Regions from separate parts of the Triticum aestivum genome. Here region 2 is linked to region 1. Evidence: chromatin contacts called from public Hi-C data. All regions are on one chromosome and are shown on one strand. The core of a region is the stretch at or near the end of the contact, and the rest is flanking DNA. Distances in the headings are between cores, read along the strand shown.

Region 1 (6,856 bases), core at 2,616-5,115:
TGACTATAAAATTATTATAAAACATCCAAGATTGATAATATAACAACATGGAACAATAAAAAAATTATAGATACGTCGGAGACGTATCAGCATCCCCAAACTTAACTCCTACTCGTCCTCGAGTAGGTAAGTGATAAAAACTTAATTTTTGATGTGGAATGCTGCCTAACATGTCATATCATATTCTTTTCTTTATAGCATGGACATTTGGACTTTTATATTGTTCAAATCAATAGTCTAGTTTTGACATGATAACTTAAATACTCAAGCATATCAACAAGCAACCAAGTCTTTCAAAATATCAACACTAAAATAAGTTATTCCTAATCCATTATGCTCAATCATTGATCCATTCATGAAACACACTCGCATATTAACTACACCCAATACTCAAGTACGATCATATTGCCTCATAGTTGGTGCTTTTATAAGAGAAGATGGAGACTCAAATTCAAAAACTTCCCAACTTCTCAAAAACTTCCCAAATCTGGCTTCTCCCGTGGCTTCTCGCTTCACGTAGCGACTGGAAAATCGTTCGGATACGTTCGACACACCAGCTTCTTGATTTGGTCGCTATACCAGGCCTTCGGCCCGTTTAAGCGCATGTGGCCCAGTCTGGCTTGGGGAAAATAGACTAGGCTTTGAGCCCGTTCGCTGCCCGTGACATCTTCCCGTGCATCTGGTCATGTAGGAGAGAAACATATCAGGAGAGAGAGAAAGAATGAGCGAACCGGTACGCTACAGACTCACTTAGCGGTGGCATCTGATCGTAATATGTCTCAACTCTTGCTTCTTTAATTTTCAGAGCTGGGAAAGGCCAGCTTCCCAACTTCCTCCGTTTTTACACTAGGCTGGCAGCTGGCTTCTCAATTTCAAACTTCGCAGAGTCAAAGCGTTCGGCTCAGCTTCAATCATGGAGTTGGAGAAGCTGGTTGCCAAAGCGTTACCGAACAGGCCCTCAAAAATAAAAATTGCATAAGTAAAAGAAAGGCCCTTCGCAGAGGGAAGTAGGGATTTGTAGAGGTGCCAGAGCTCAAAGCGAAAAACTTAGAGATAAAAACATTTTGGGAGGTGTGCCTTTCCCACCAACGAAAACGACTTAGAGTTCCCAACACTTTCCATGCTAGATATATCATAGACGGTTCTCAAATAGAAATAAAGTTTATTCCTTTTTCCACCATACTTTCACTTTCCATGGCTAGCCGTATCCACGGTTTCCTTTCATACCAACAGTTTCCAAGAAATTTATTATTTGACAACATAAAGTAAATTCATTTTTCATTTCAGGACTAGGCATCCCTAATACCTTTGCCTTACTCTCGTGCAATGACAAGTGAATAAACACTCATCGTGAGAATAACACATCTAGCATGGAAAATATTAGCCACCCCTCAACGCTCCGCGAGCAGTACGAACACACAAAAGATTGTGGAGTTGAACCAAACAGTACAATATCAAGTTTGATGAGACAGCAATCCACACGAAGCAACAACCGAGGAAGCATACGTGCTGACAGCAATGCGGCATGGAGGAGCGACACGAGAGGCTAGATGAAAAGGTTGGGGTAGAGCTCGCATGGCAAACACGTTTACGCACAACATGGCTGCTCAGGCGATATCGAGCGGGAGGTTGATCAGAGGGGGGATTTGCGCTCGTCGATGCCAACGCCGTATAGGTTGTGATGTCGTTGTTGGGTATTTAAATACGTTTGATATTTTCTTTTCCCATTATAATGCATGGGTATGTTTACTAGCAAATTTTTTTAAGAAAAAGGATAAACTCTTCTCAAGCAAACAACCAACTATCTGGAGAAAAATTCGACATAGTAAAATAGTTTAAAAATGTTCACAGTTTTACATATGTTTACACTTAAAGAAAAATGCTCACACTTTTAAAAAGGTTCAAAATTCCCAAAAAAGTTCCATTTTTCTATTTTTTTCATTTTAAAGTATAAAAAACTTAAAATAATAAAAATTTCTTTTTCAAAAAAAGACATCTGTTCAAAAAAAAAGTTCCTACAAAAATGCTCCAATTTCCATAAAAACGTTAGCTTTCCTTAAAAGTGTCCCAATTTTTGTGAATTTTATTAAAAATAAGGAAATTTTCGCATTTTCTCAAAGAAAAAAACTGATGGAATACTATTCCATCCAAAACTACTCTTCCATCAGACAAAGAATGCTAAGTTGCTTCTTCATGTCCAAACTTCATTCTACAAAAAGCAATAATCAGTGTAACCTTATTATTAATGTTTATTAAAATTGGATATAAAAAATGGCGCATAAAGCAGACTGTGCGCCTTTTTTTCACCCGGTGCAATGCTCGGGCATTTGTACTAGTAAATAAATAATGCCCAACCCTTTATTATATGGGGGCGCGTCAGCCGGTGGATAACTATAAAACATCCGCTGCCTGGCTGGCCGTTGGATTTATGCGGGGAGCCGTCCGATCTACTCATCCATGTGCGTCACCTCTCTTGCAACAAGAGCGGTGTTGCAGAAACATTTCTAACATATGTCGTGTTGTATAAACTTTTGCAACAGAGGTGATGTTGTAATTTTTTTTTGCAACAGAAGCCTTGTAACAGAAATATTTTGCCACAAGTTTTTTTTGCAACAGAGGACTTGTTGCAGAATTTTTCGCAACATAGTTCTTGTTGCAGAAACATTTTTGCAACAAAGGTGATGTTGCAGAATTCTTTTTTCCAGGCAGAGGCGGTGAACTGGTAATCGGCAGCAGCACACATGCCGGCGACATGGGACGAACGGCGAGGTGCAAAGAAGGGTTGGTGACGAGCAGATCCAGGCGGTGGCGGCGATGCACAACTCGACAGCGACGGTGGCTTCCAAATTGCAACAAGAGGGCGGTGCCGTTAGATGCGGCGGCGCGGCGAGTGGAGCGAGAGGAAGATAGGGAGCGGCGGCGGGTACCTCGACTGCGCGAGCAAAAACCCTAAGGATCTAGATCCTGCAACCAGAGCTCAGTTACAAAAACACAAGAGATAATTCTAGATGAGCCGCGCAGGACACGTGCCGCACATATGAGACGGCGGACACCCGGGTGCGATCCGCCGGCTGAAGGCGAGTGTTTTCCTTATTATATGAATGAGAAAATTGCAAGCTCTAATCCTACAAAGCAAATGAATAACCTAGAAAAAAAATCATATTTGAATATAAAACCTCTACTGATTTGTCGAAGCTTTTACGGGCCCGAACCCGGCCGGTGTGTTCACCATTTCGGCCGAGGTCCACTTGGTGGATTGGCGAAATGGGCCAGCCCCATTGTTGGTACTCTGTGCGTATCGAAGCAGAACCGCGCAGTCCAACGGCTCCCATAAAGACGGAGACCCGGGCCCCACCTGCCATTGACCCGCATCACGTGAAAGGGAGGCCCCAACCGTTTCCAAATCTGTGGCCGTGCAGGCGTACGTGCGCGCAGTCGCCCGCCCAGCACACCAAGTGGGCCCGCCTCGAGTCATAGGCCACCACGCGTCCCGTCACCTACCCGCCAACCCGGTAACCGAACCGAGGATCCGCGGACACGTAGCGGCAGCCGGGACCACACGTCAGTCATGCAACTAGAACCGAATCCCGTGACGAAACACAGAGCCGCAGCCGGGTCAGGGGGTATATCCCCTCGACGAAATCGCTCCGGCGACGCAACCTCCCTCACTGACAACGCGGGACCGCCCGCGCAGCCAGGCTGTGCGCAGGCGCGCGAGTCGCCTCGGGGTGCCCGTGGCGTTTACGGCGAGGGCACTTTTCACGAGGCACGAGCACGACGGCCCCGAGGCCCAGCCCACTACGACGACACGGTGGGACGCGACAGACAAACGGGCGCCGCGATTTTTTTTTACACAGGGAAGGAAAAGCAACCGTCTCTCTCTCCCATCTTTCTCCCTCCCTCCCGCTGGCGGATCTGAACTCCCCCAAAAATCGTGACCCGAGAGAAACCCTAGCCCCCGGAGGTTTTCCGCCCCCACGACCGCCGTGGCGCCTCGCCGGAGAGCTCGGCCCGCCGCCGACGCCGGCGCAGGCCCGTCCTCCCCGGACGCCGGCGACGATGCGCCACTCGCCGGCGACGACGACGCGGCCGCCGGGGCCTCGCCGGAGGCTGGCGGCGTCGGCACGTCCGAGCAGGCCAGGAAGGCGCTGTCGCTGCGCTCGCCGTTCGACGGCGAGGAGGCGGCGGCCCGGAACCCTCTGCTGCCCGCCCGGGTCGCCAGATGGGCGGTGGTCGGCGACATGCGGAGGAAGCACAAGAAGGCTCAGCCGCCGGAGCCGGCAGCTGCTGTGGAGCAGCCCAAAGCGAGATCCAATGCTTTCTGGGACAGGATGGAGCCTTATTTCCGGGATATGACGTTGCAGGATTTGGAGATGGCAGAGCCCAAGCCTCTCTCCAGTTCCAGCTGGCTCGATCCATGCCTTCTTGTGCCGTTTGTGGGCAGCGGCAAGAAAGTGTTGCGGAGGCATGTTGATCCGTCTGATGTGGCCGTGGTCGCCGAAAACTCGAGTTCCAACTCGATGGAGTTGGAGAACGGCATGGTGCATAGCAAACATGATCCACATGAGAGCTCAGATTTTGTTTGGAACAGTGTGGAGCTAGTCAATAGCAATGGGACCAGTGGAGAGCACTGTGAACGGGATATGCAGGAGGTGATTTTGCACCAAGACGAGCAGCCGCTGGTAATTGAACTAGATCCAGGCAAGAGAGATGGTGTTGTTTTACCAGGCCTCAGCCAGAATCCGGACTCCTCATTGAGTTGGCTCCTAGGAGCAAGAGGACGGGCTGTGCTCACTTCGGAGCGCCCAAACAAGAAGAGGAAGCTGCTGGGTGCAGATGCTGGGCTTGAGCAGCTTGTGGTCCTGCCACCCTTAGAAGGTGACTCTGGTTCAAAGTGTGATGTATGTTGTTTGGGAGAGAGTGATGCTGCATCCAATAGGATGCTCCAGTGCAATCGCTGCAAGGTGTCGGTGCACCAGAAGTGTTATGGTGTGCAGGTCGAGCCAGATGGCTATTGGATGTGTGCCTTGTGTGAACGGAGGTTGACACAGAGTGATGCAGGCAGGATTGCGTTTATGCCTTGTGTGCTTTGCTCAACGGAGAAAGGTGCTTTGAAACCTGTAAAATGTGAGCCTGGTGGAATTGCAAATGGGGGCAACCTGAATTTTGCACACTTGTTCTGTAGTCTATGGTCACCGGAGGTTTTTGTAGAGGACATGGACTCAATGGAACCTATCGCAAATATCGAAGACATCCCAGAGAAGCGGACAAAAATGGTCTGCACTATTTGCAAGATTATGCGTGGTGCATGTGTTCGATGTAGCCATGGTATGTATTTCCACTCTGTCACATGTAGAAGTGTGGTCCTTGTGTATACCAGAAAGCCTCTAATTTATGGGATACATTGCACCTCACGGCATCGCTCTATAGTGAAATTCTACTCCTAAATATTTCACCTAGTTTTCTTTCTTCTTATGCTGCTTTGTCTCACTGAAATGGTACCTTTTCCCCCTTGTCCCTTCCTTGCTTTCTTGTGGTAAGGTCTATCATAAACTTACCACGTGTTGTCTGAAATGATTTATTATAGTTAATAACTGGCAAATTCACAGGGATCGAGCAGAATCAGAATTAGACCAGAGTATTGTTTGATTTGCTGGTTTGTTGCGATTACTTCCTAGGAGACAGAGTAGAACCGGTTCAGAGACTAACAGCAGAAGCAAATTCATAATTCCTGCAAAAAAGCTGTTTCATGTTGAACTATTAATCACCCTAATCTGCTGGCAGAAGGCTTTGCAAGGTTGCATAATACTTGCCAATATCGATCATAGGCAGGCTTTGCATCTTGAGGATTGTGTTCCAACTAAGAATTTAGCTGTTCGAACTGCGGTATTTGATGATTAGACTTTTACTGCTTTTCGGGACATTGCAATCTGTATATATACCACTGTTGACGATGGAATGTAACACAACCCTACAGATTTTAATTTAAGAACATATAGATTGTGTAGGACAAGAAACACGGTGTTTGATGAGATTAAATTGCCTTCCGTTCAATATTCTTGGAAAATTAGTGACCTGCTTTATTTGACAAGCATACTTAATATGGTACTTTGGTTGTACATGGCCGTAAAAACATTCAGTTTTTCTGGAATGATACAATCATGGAGACTGTTAATGGCAAAAGGCCTACGGGTTCCCCTAGGTTTGTTCTGCTCTTTGTGCATATCTTGTTGCCTAAAATGGCTCTTATCTAGGTGAGGTGATCTGATCTGAATTTCGAAATGTGTGTGTTTTGTTTGGTTGATTCTGTGAAAAGTGTAATGTGTGCTGATATTAACTTGAGAAATACATGCTTCTAAAATTTCTAATCCCCCCATCCTGGGAGCCAACCTAAGGAACACGCTTCTTCAAAATGCTTTTTAGGGAGGGGAGATCCATGCACAGGCATATATGTAAACTAGCCAACAGTTTAAATTGTTTTGCATGGGTGCATGAGTAGTAACACTTGAGTATATGCAATATTTTAGCTATGATGGTAGTATGCCCTAATAACATCATAAATAACTAGAAATAGCACCAAGTGCTTCGACGGAAGTAACTTGGTGAAAAATCAAGAGCACAAGAGCTACTGCCATTATAAGAAGATTCATTTTCTGATTGAAATCTCAGAAACTTGAGAGCATGCATAGTGAATACTAGCCCTCTGGGATGTCATATAATAGCTATTACATGATTTAAGTTAGCATGTCAAGTGGATTTTATTTCTTCAGGCTAGTCATCGTGGTCTAACTGTGACTCATTCCTGTGGTGATAGAAATTGCCAGTGTAAGAGTTTTTATTTTCAACTATGGGGGTT
Region 2 (6,856 bases), core at 3,061-5,560, 730 kb before region 1:
TAAGAGTGCCCACGCAACAAAGGTAGCATGCAAACACAAGGTAAAACTAAATCATTGCAACTGATCTCGGGAGGACGCAACTCTCTGCATGGCAAATCCTACAATGTGATGTTGGTCCATTCAACATAATAAGGTAATGTTATTGGTTCAAACTTAAGATGACACAGATATAAAGGAGGTGTTTTCTGGACTATGGTGAACCACCATGAAAGGGAGCTAGATGGTAGATGACCATTCTACGTGCCCATGCCCCATGCATTCGGATTCAAGTAGCTAAGCTAGGACCACATGTCTGGGTGAGACCAAAGAAACCCATGGAGATGAAAGTCCAAGGTACAAAAAGAAAACTAGAAAAGCAATGATTTGGTGGCTCCATGAATGTTTCAAGGGCACCTCAGGCCAAGCAGCCCTCCCCTTGCCTAAAGAAGCAGCCACAGTAACCTTGTGGCTTGGTACGAAAACAACATGATGGATCCGGGCAATCTTTCCTATTCAAATGCTAAAAATGAACCATGTTGTGCCTAATTTTATTAAGCTGTCACACTAATGTGTGCAAATAATGCATATGTAACATATTGGACATGCATAATTGATCAATTTGCTTTACATCTGACAATTAGACCAAAATCCAAGAGTCAATTTTCTCTTCAAACGCCATCCTGCAGCACTACTCATGCAGCACCACAGAGTAGGGATGTACAAAGTGCACGAAAGGCATTCGACTGTTAAGCATCAGTTTAGTTGATTTATGACACAGATACAATTGTTGGGTCCTCTATCCTAGGTCGGCAAATACTTTTCTTTGAATCAGCAATGCCATGTGCCATGTATTGTCCAAAATGATGACACTTTAAGACATCCTACCTTTGCCTTAGCAAGGAAGCCTAGCTAGCACAAAGAATAGCTTTCGCTCATCCTACCAAAAGCAATACTTGGAGAAAATGATAGTTCATAATCATATCAACTCCATTTTGACTTGCTTCAAATACTTCATTTTTGTTGACTTGCCATTGAGGGTAAACCACACTACAAACACAGTCCTGCTTTGCAAGCAGAGAAAGCACGAGTCTACCATCATTTTGAAAACCTAAATCCCAATACTTTAACATGACGTGCATATTTCCAGTAAGATTTATACCAACAGTTTCAAATTAATCCATGCCTAACCTAGCACATCGAGACTACACTAAACTGTGCTCATGAAATGATATCTTATAACCAAGATGGGAAGGTACAGCTTGGATGGGAAAGAAATCAAACCGCCAGTATAGTTCCACATTGCGGGTAGACTAAACTAGACTAACACATTATTATGTTGTAATTTAACACACTGCTAAACTCACAAGAAACAGACAATATAACATAATAAGCTCAATCCAGAAGGAATCACAACTTTCTCAGACCAGCTTCAGTATAGGTCTATAGAAAACCTTCCCATCTTTAGTTACACTAGTGCAACAGGATTTTAAAAAGTTGTGCACACTTACTGCTCGCTGAAAAGGAAGTGGAATACTTTGATGCCACAGATACGACTGGAAGAAACCAAATTGCAGACACAATTCTACTTTGCTATCTGTAGTAAAGCAGACATGCAAGCTGTATCACGTAGGACAACGTAATCACAATAGTAAACACGCCATACTAGTGTGACATGATTTTAGAAAAGGGGTGCAAACTTGATGCTCGCAGAAAAGTAAGCTGCCTACTGTGATGCCACAGATAGGACTGGAAGAAACCAAATTGCAGATACAATTCTACTTTGCTAAGTATAGTACAGCAGACATGCAAGCTATCATGCAGGACAACTGAATCACACTAGTGAACACACCATACTAGTGTTCAACAGAATGTCGTCCAGTGGCTTCAATGTTTATGAATCCAAATTCCTAAACTAGCTTATCAAAAATATGCCACAACTTCCTAATGTAATGATCTTAGAGATAGGACAGCAAGAAACCAAATTGTTAATACAATTCTACTTTGCTAAGCATAGCAAAATAGAAATGCAAGCTACTCCCTCCGTTCCAAAATAGATGACTCAACTTTGTACTAACTTTAGTACAAAATTGGGTCATCTATTTTGGAACGGAGGGAGTATCACGGAGGACAACTGAATCACAATAGTGAACACACCATACTAGTGTTCAACAGAATGTCATCCAGTGGCTTCAACGCTTACAAATCCAAACTCCTAAATTAGCTTATCAAGAATATGCCAAAACTTCCTATGTAATGATCTTAGAATAGAAAATGGCTGTTTAACCAATGGGGAAGAGAACTCCTACCACCAGTACAATTTTACATAACAAGACAACCATGCTTATTTTCGAGTTTAATCCCAAAAGTGTGCACTTCAATCAACATGCCAATTCACGACTTTAAGTTTGAACAAAACACTCTAGTTTAATCCAGTATTGAACTGACGATAAGCAGAAAATGAAACCAAATTAGTTCAAGGCAAGTTAAAGTGCAGAAGAAAAACACTCTGTTTTACAGAGGGCAGGAGATTGTGGGAATTGTACCCCGGGCTAAGGCCCTAGGCCTTTGATGGTGTCGCTGAGCAAGCTGAAGACCTCCTTTGCCAAATCATGTCGGCGCAATTGTGTGCGCATCTCGGCATCAAGCTGCCTCCTCCATCTAGTCTCGGCTACATTGCCCTCCTCTGCACCAAGCAACCCCAAACCCTTCTCCAGTGACACTCCTGACATGGCACGCCCGTTCCTCCTCCAGTACTCACCTAGCAGCTCGCTGACCAAGGGCAGCCTCACCGACACCGCCAAAGGCACATCCGCGCCAGTATATTCGTCATCTGCGTCCTCCTCCTCGGGCTCTTCTGCTTCTGGGAGATCCTCTGCTGAAGGCGCGACCTCGGTGCCCCAGAGGTCAGCAGAGAGGGCGCGCACCCGGCGCTCGTGCGGGGTGCTGGTGGGCGGCAGCGCCGTGTTGCAGAACTTGCTCTTGAGGCGCTTGAGCTTGTAGTAGACCTTGGCCTGGTTGATGTGCGACGAGAGGGAGTCCCTGAGGGACTCGTAGAGCCCCTCCACGTCGGGGAGGCGCGGCGCGATGCCGTAGCGCGCCCGGAAGGAGATGGCGCCGTTGAGCAGCGCGATCTCGTCGGCGTCGGTCCAGAGCTTCTGGGCGGCCCCGTGGCCGCCGAGGCCGAGCCCGCCGCCGCCGCCGCCCGAGGAAGAGGCGGGCGCGATGGCCTGGGAGAGCAAGGCGGAGTCCGGGAAGGAGCGGGGCTTGCGCTTGCGCTCGCTCTTGCGGGAGGGCGCCGAGCCGTAGTAGTCGGCGCGGGGCCTAGGGTTAGGGTTGGGCGAGCGGCGGCGGTCGCCGGAGCGGGAGCGGGACTTGGAGCGCTTGCTGGGGCGGGGCGGGGAGGCGCGGAGGCCGGCGTCGGCGTCGGCGGACGCGTCGTCCTCCATCTCGGCGGACGCGCGCGGCGAGGGGCGCTTGGAGGAGGGCATCGGCGGCGGAGGGCGAGGGGGAGGCGCGGGATTCGAATTTTGGGTGCGGGGTTTGGGGGGGATTGGGAATCTGGGGGAAGCGGAAGGGGAGGGGAGTGCGGGGGTCGGGGCAGGCGCCGAGGAAGGCGTCGGAGTGGCAGCACGCGCTGCTGCGCCGGAAACTGGCAAGGAGCGGGTTTTCCGCTCGCGGTTCACTGTCGCCACCTGTTGGACTTGGACCCGTGCACTCGCAGGTCGCACCTGGTCTGGCGGTGCACGAACGGCACGGAGCCACCACGGACCGTGTGCATCCGTTCGGAAATGACACCACACATGCCGATGCGCACAGCCATGAACACGAGGTCAACAAACACAGGTGCTCTGGTTTCCATACGAGTACATCATCATAGTCATAGTCTCATAGACCAGCCATGCAGCCAGGCACATACGTACATGCTCATGGAGCATATCGACCGGTCTTGCGGTGCGTGCGCGCACAGATCTTTCCCGCTCGATCTCACGGGCGTGAGGAGGGATGTGTCCCGGACGTTGCCTTGAAGGCCGTATCCATCGCCGCCATGGCCGCGGACAGCGCGTCGGCCTCGCCGGCTGAGCCGCGGTACTTGCCGACGGCCGCGCCCATGACGGCGTTCAGGTGGCCCTGAGCGGTCGCCACGGCCGCCTCGGTGCCGCGGGCCACCGCCTCGTACTCCGCCTCGGCCGCCGCCCACGAGGCGTGCGCCTCGCCCTCGAAGAGCGCGAGGACGCCGGCGAGCTGTTCTGGGTCGAAGCCCCGGCCGTCGAGGTCGAGAGCCATGTCGGCGACGGCGGAGAGTTGCTCGAAGAGCGCGTCCATGTGGTACCGTTTCTTTCTCCGTGTTGTGCACCTTGGTCGGGCTGGAGTTATATATATATACACACGGGAGGTGGTCGACTGCGCTGCGTATGTGTTCTGTTCTTGCGGGAGAGGAGATTCGACATTCCAGCTTGGATGGTTGCGGCGCCTTTCGGTGAGCAGGGAGAAAGCTTCACGCCCTCGTTGACTTTTCCCAAATTTTTTATTTTACTAGCAAAACGCCCGTGCGTTGCAACGGGAGAAAAGATGTCCTTACACCGTCCTACTTGAATGCAACATGTAAGCATGTTTATGATCGGAGCAAACACTGTTGCGACGAATCAGGCGACAATGCGGTTTGAACATAGTGCCGGCATGGATGAGCGCAGAGTTGAGGTGTTGAAAACGGCATCGCAAAGACGTCCACAACCGTTCGTGATGTTGATCTCTATCTCTGGTGTTGGAGTGAATGAGCATGAAGCCCGGACGGAAGTTGAAACAGGGCATGTCTTCGGTTGGCATGAACAGTGTAGCATCCGCTCTGTCTTATCTGGTGACAGGGAGTTGCACACCAAATTCTACAGAAAACACATATCAACTGCATATTTTTTTAGAAGATAGAGCAGAGAAGATGAAAAAATTATAAAAATTTCATGTATCAAGCCGGTGTTGTGGGGTTTTGTGATATTAAGCCCAACCAAAGCACCTCTCTTGCATCACATATGAGCCACAACTTCTTAAGCGAATTTTCAATATATCCCATGTATCACGCAGCCTCCAAGCCTCCAAAGCACTTCCCCTCTTCCATGTGAAGAAGTCCTTTTAATTAGCTCACACCATACAATGTTGTTAAACATCTACTCCCTCTGTAAACTAATATAAGAGCGTTTAGATCACTAAAGTAGTTATTTAAACACTCTTATATTAGTTTACGGAGGGAGTATAAATTAGTGAAAGTAATGTGATTGGAGCCATGTGGGATTATTCAACATGAAATATCCAAAGACATTAATACTGTAGGGTGGGCTCTATTTTCTGTACGTTGATGAAGCCATGTGCACGCGGCCCAGCCACAAGAGCAACGGCCCAGGCCCAATCCTGATCTAATTATAGGTTGAAGAGCATATACAAATAGAGCGCAACTCTAATTTGTTCAGAAAAATTAGTTGTCGCAGTTGGTCATCACGTTCCTTCCGTTGCAGGCTACCAGAGAGAAGGTCAATGGTTCGAATCTCCATCCCACGACGCCCCCCACAAACGGGCCTCAAACACCCGGGCTGACCGACACCCTTCATATCCAGCCTAAATATGGGGCGGATATGAGGGCGCCCGGGCACGCCCGCTATCTAGGACGGACGAACGGGTCCCACACAGACTCGCCCAGAAACCCGGCGGTCCGACGGAAACGCCGCGTGGCGCCGCTCCTGCTCGCCGCCCGAGAGCAAATGCGCCTATTTAACCCGGTCGGAGTCCCGCAACCCTAGTCCATCCACCTCCCCCTCTCTGTGCCGCCAGTTCGAGCCCATCCACCTCCTTCCTCTCCCGCTCTAGCGCTCTGCACACGCTACGGCGCTCCGCCATGGTCCGGAGAAAGATCACCTACACAATGCTCACGCCGGAGCGCCGCTACGAGATCCAGCCGGAGACCCGGGCGAGACAAGCCGCGTGCGCCGCCCGTGTCGCTGTCGGGCTGCCTCCGGACTCGCCGGAGCGGGAGTAGGAGGAGCAGCCGGGGGAAGAGGAGGAGGTGGCTCCGATGGAGGGGGAGGAGGGGGAGCAGCCGGAGCTGAAGCTGTCGGGCTTCAACATGGAGCAGGCGGAGGCGGAGTTCGCCGTCACCCAGTCCGATGAGATGGCGGAGCAGCAGGCCATCCTGGAGTCCATCGTCACGATCCTAGCCCCGGCGGCACTCCTGCGCCACCGGGAGAGAGGGGGAGAGAGCCCCCTCCTTCTTCTTCCTTGGCCTCCCCCTAGATGGGAGGAGAGTCCCCTCTGGTCCATGGCCTCCACGGCGGCAGAGGGGCAGGAGCCCCTCCGAGATTGGATCTCCCTCTCTGTTCTCTTCTGTTTCATGTTCCTGTTTTCTGGCCGAAAACCGTTTTTTATATTCCCAGAGATCCGTAACTCCGATTGCGCTGAGATTTTAACACGATTTTTTCTGGATATAAGCTTCCTTGCGCCCGAAGTAGAGCTCCAACTGACTTACGAGAAGGGCACAACCCACCACCACGCGCCTGGGCTGCCTGGCGTGCCCAGGTGTCTTGTGGTGGTTGTGGGCCCCCGTTTGCGTTGATTCCAACTCCAAAAAACCACATATATTCCAAAATAAATCTCCGTAAATTTTTATCATGTTTGAACTTCGTTTAATATGGATATTCTGCGAAACAAAAAACATGCAAAAAAACAGGAACTGTCACTGGGCACTGAATCTATGTTAGTCCAATAAATCATATAAAATGTTGCCAAAAGTATGTAAAAGTTGTATAATATTGGCATGAAACAATCAAAAATTATAGATAGGACGGAGACGTATCAGCATCCCCAAGCTTAATTCCTGCTTGTCCTCGAGTAGGTA

What was found. A called contact is a pair of places that touch in the nucleus more often than the background predicts.
Region 2: a Hi-C map of leaf shows a contact between it and region 1, with 6 times the contacts expected there. The contact joins the promoter of LOC123166626 here to the promoter of LOC123164422 in region 1. A contact is called at or near these places in 2 of 5 Hi-C or Micro-C datasets (both in leaf).

The regions. Positions count from the first base shown.
Region 1 is chr7D:123,979,320-123,986,175 of IWGSC CS RefSeq v2.1, reverse strand. LOC123164422 reads left to right here and starts at 3,865. Exons shown (of 18, transcript XM_044581892.1): 1 at 3,865-5,328. The coding sequence starts at 4,242.
Region 2 is chr7D:124,712,913-124,719,768 of IWGSC CS RefSeq v2.1, reverse strand. It overlaps LOC123166626, which reads right to left and starts at 4,310. Exons shown (of 1, transcript XM_044584432.1): 1 at 3,745-4,310. The coding sequence starts at 4,302. The coding sequence ends at 3,964. It overlaps LOC123166625 (probable transcription factor At1g66420), which reads right to left and starts at 3,600. Exons shown (of 2, transcript XM_044584431.1): 1 at 2,523-3,600. The coding sequence starts at 3,467. The coding sequence ends at 2,529.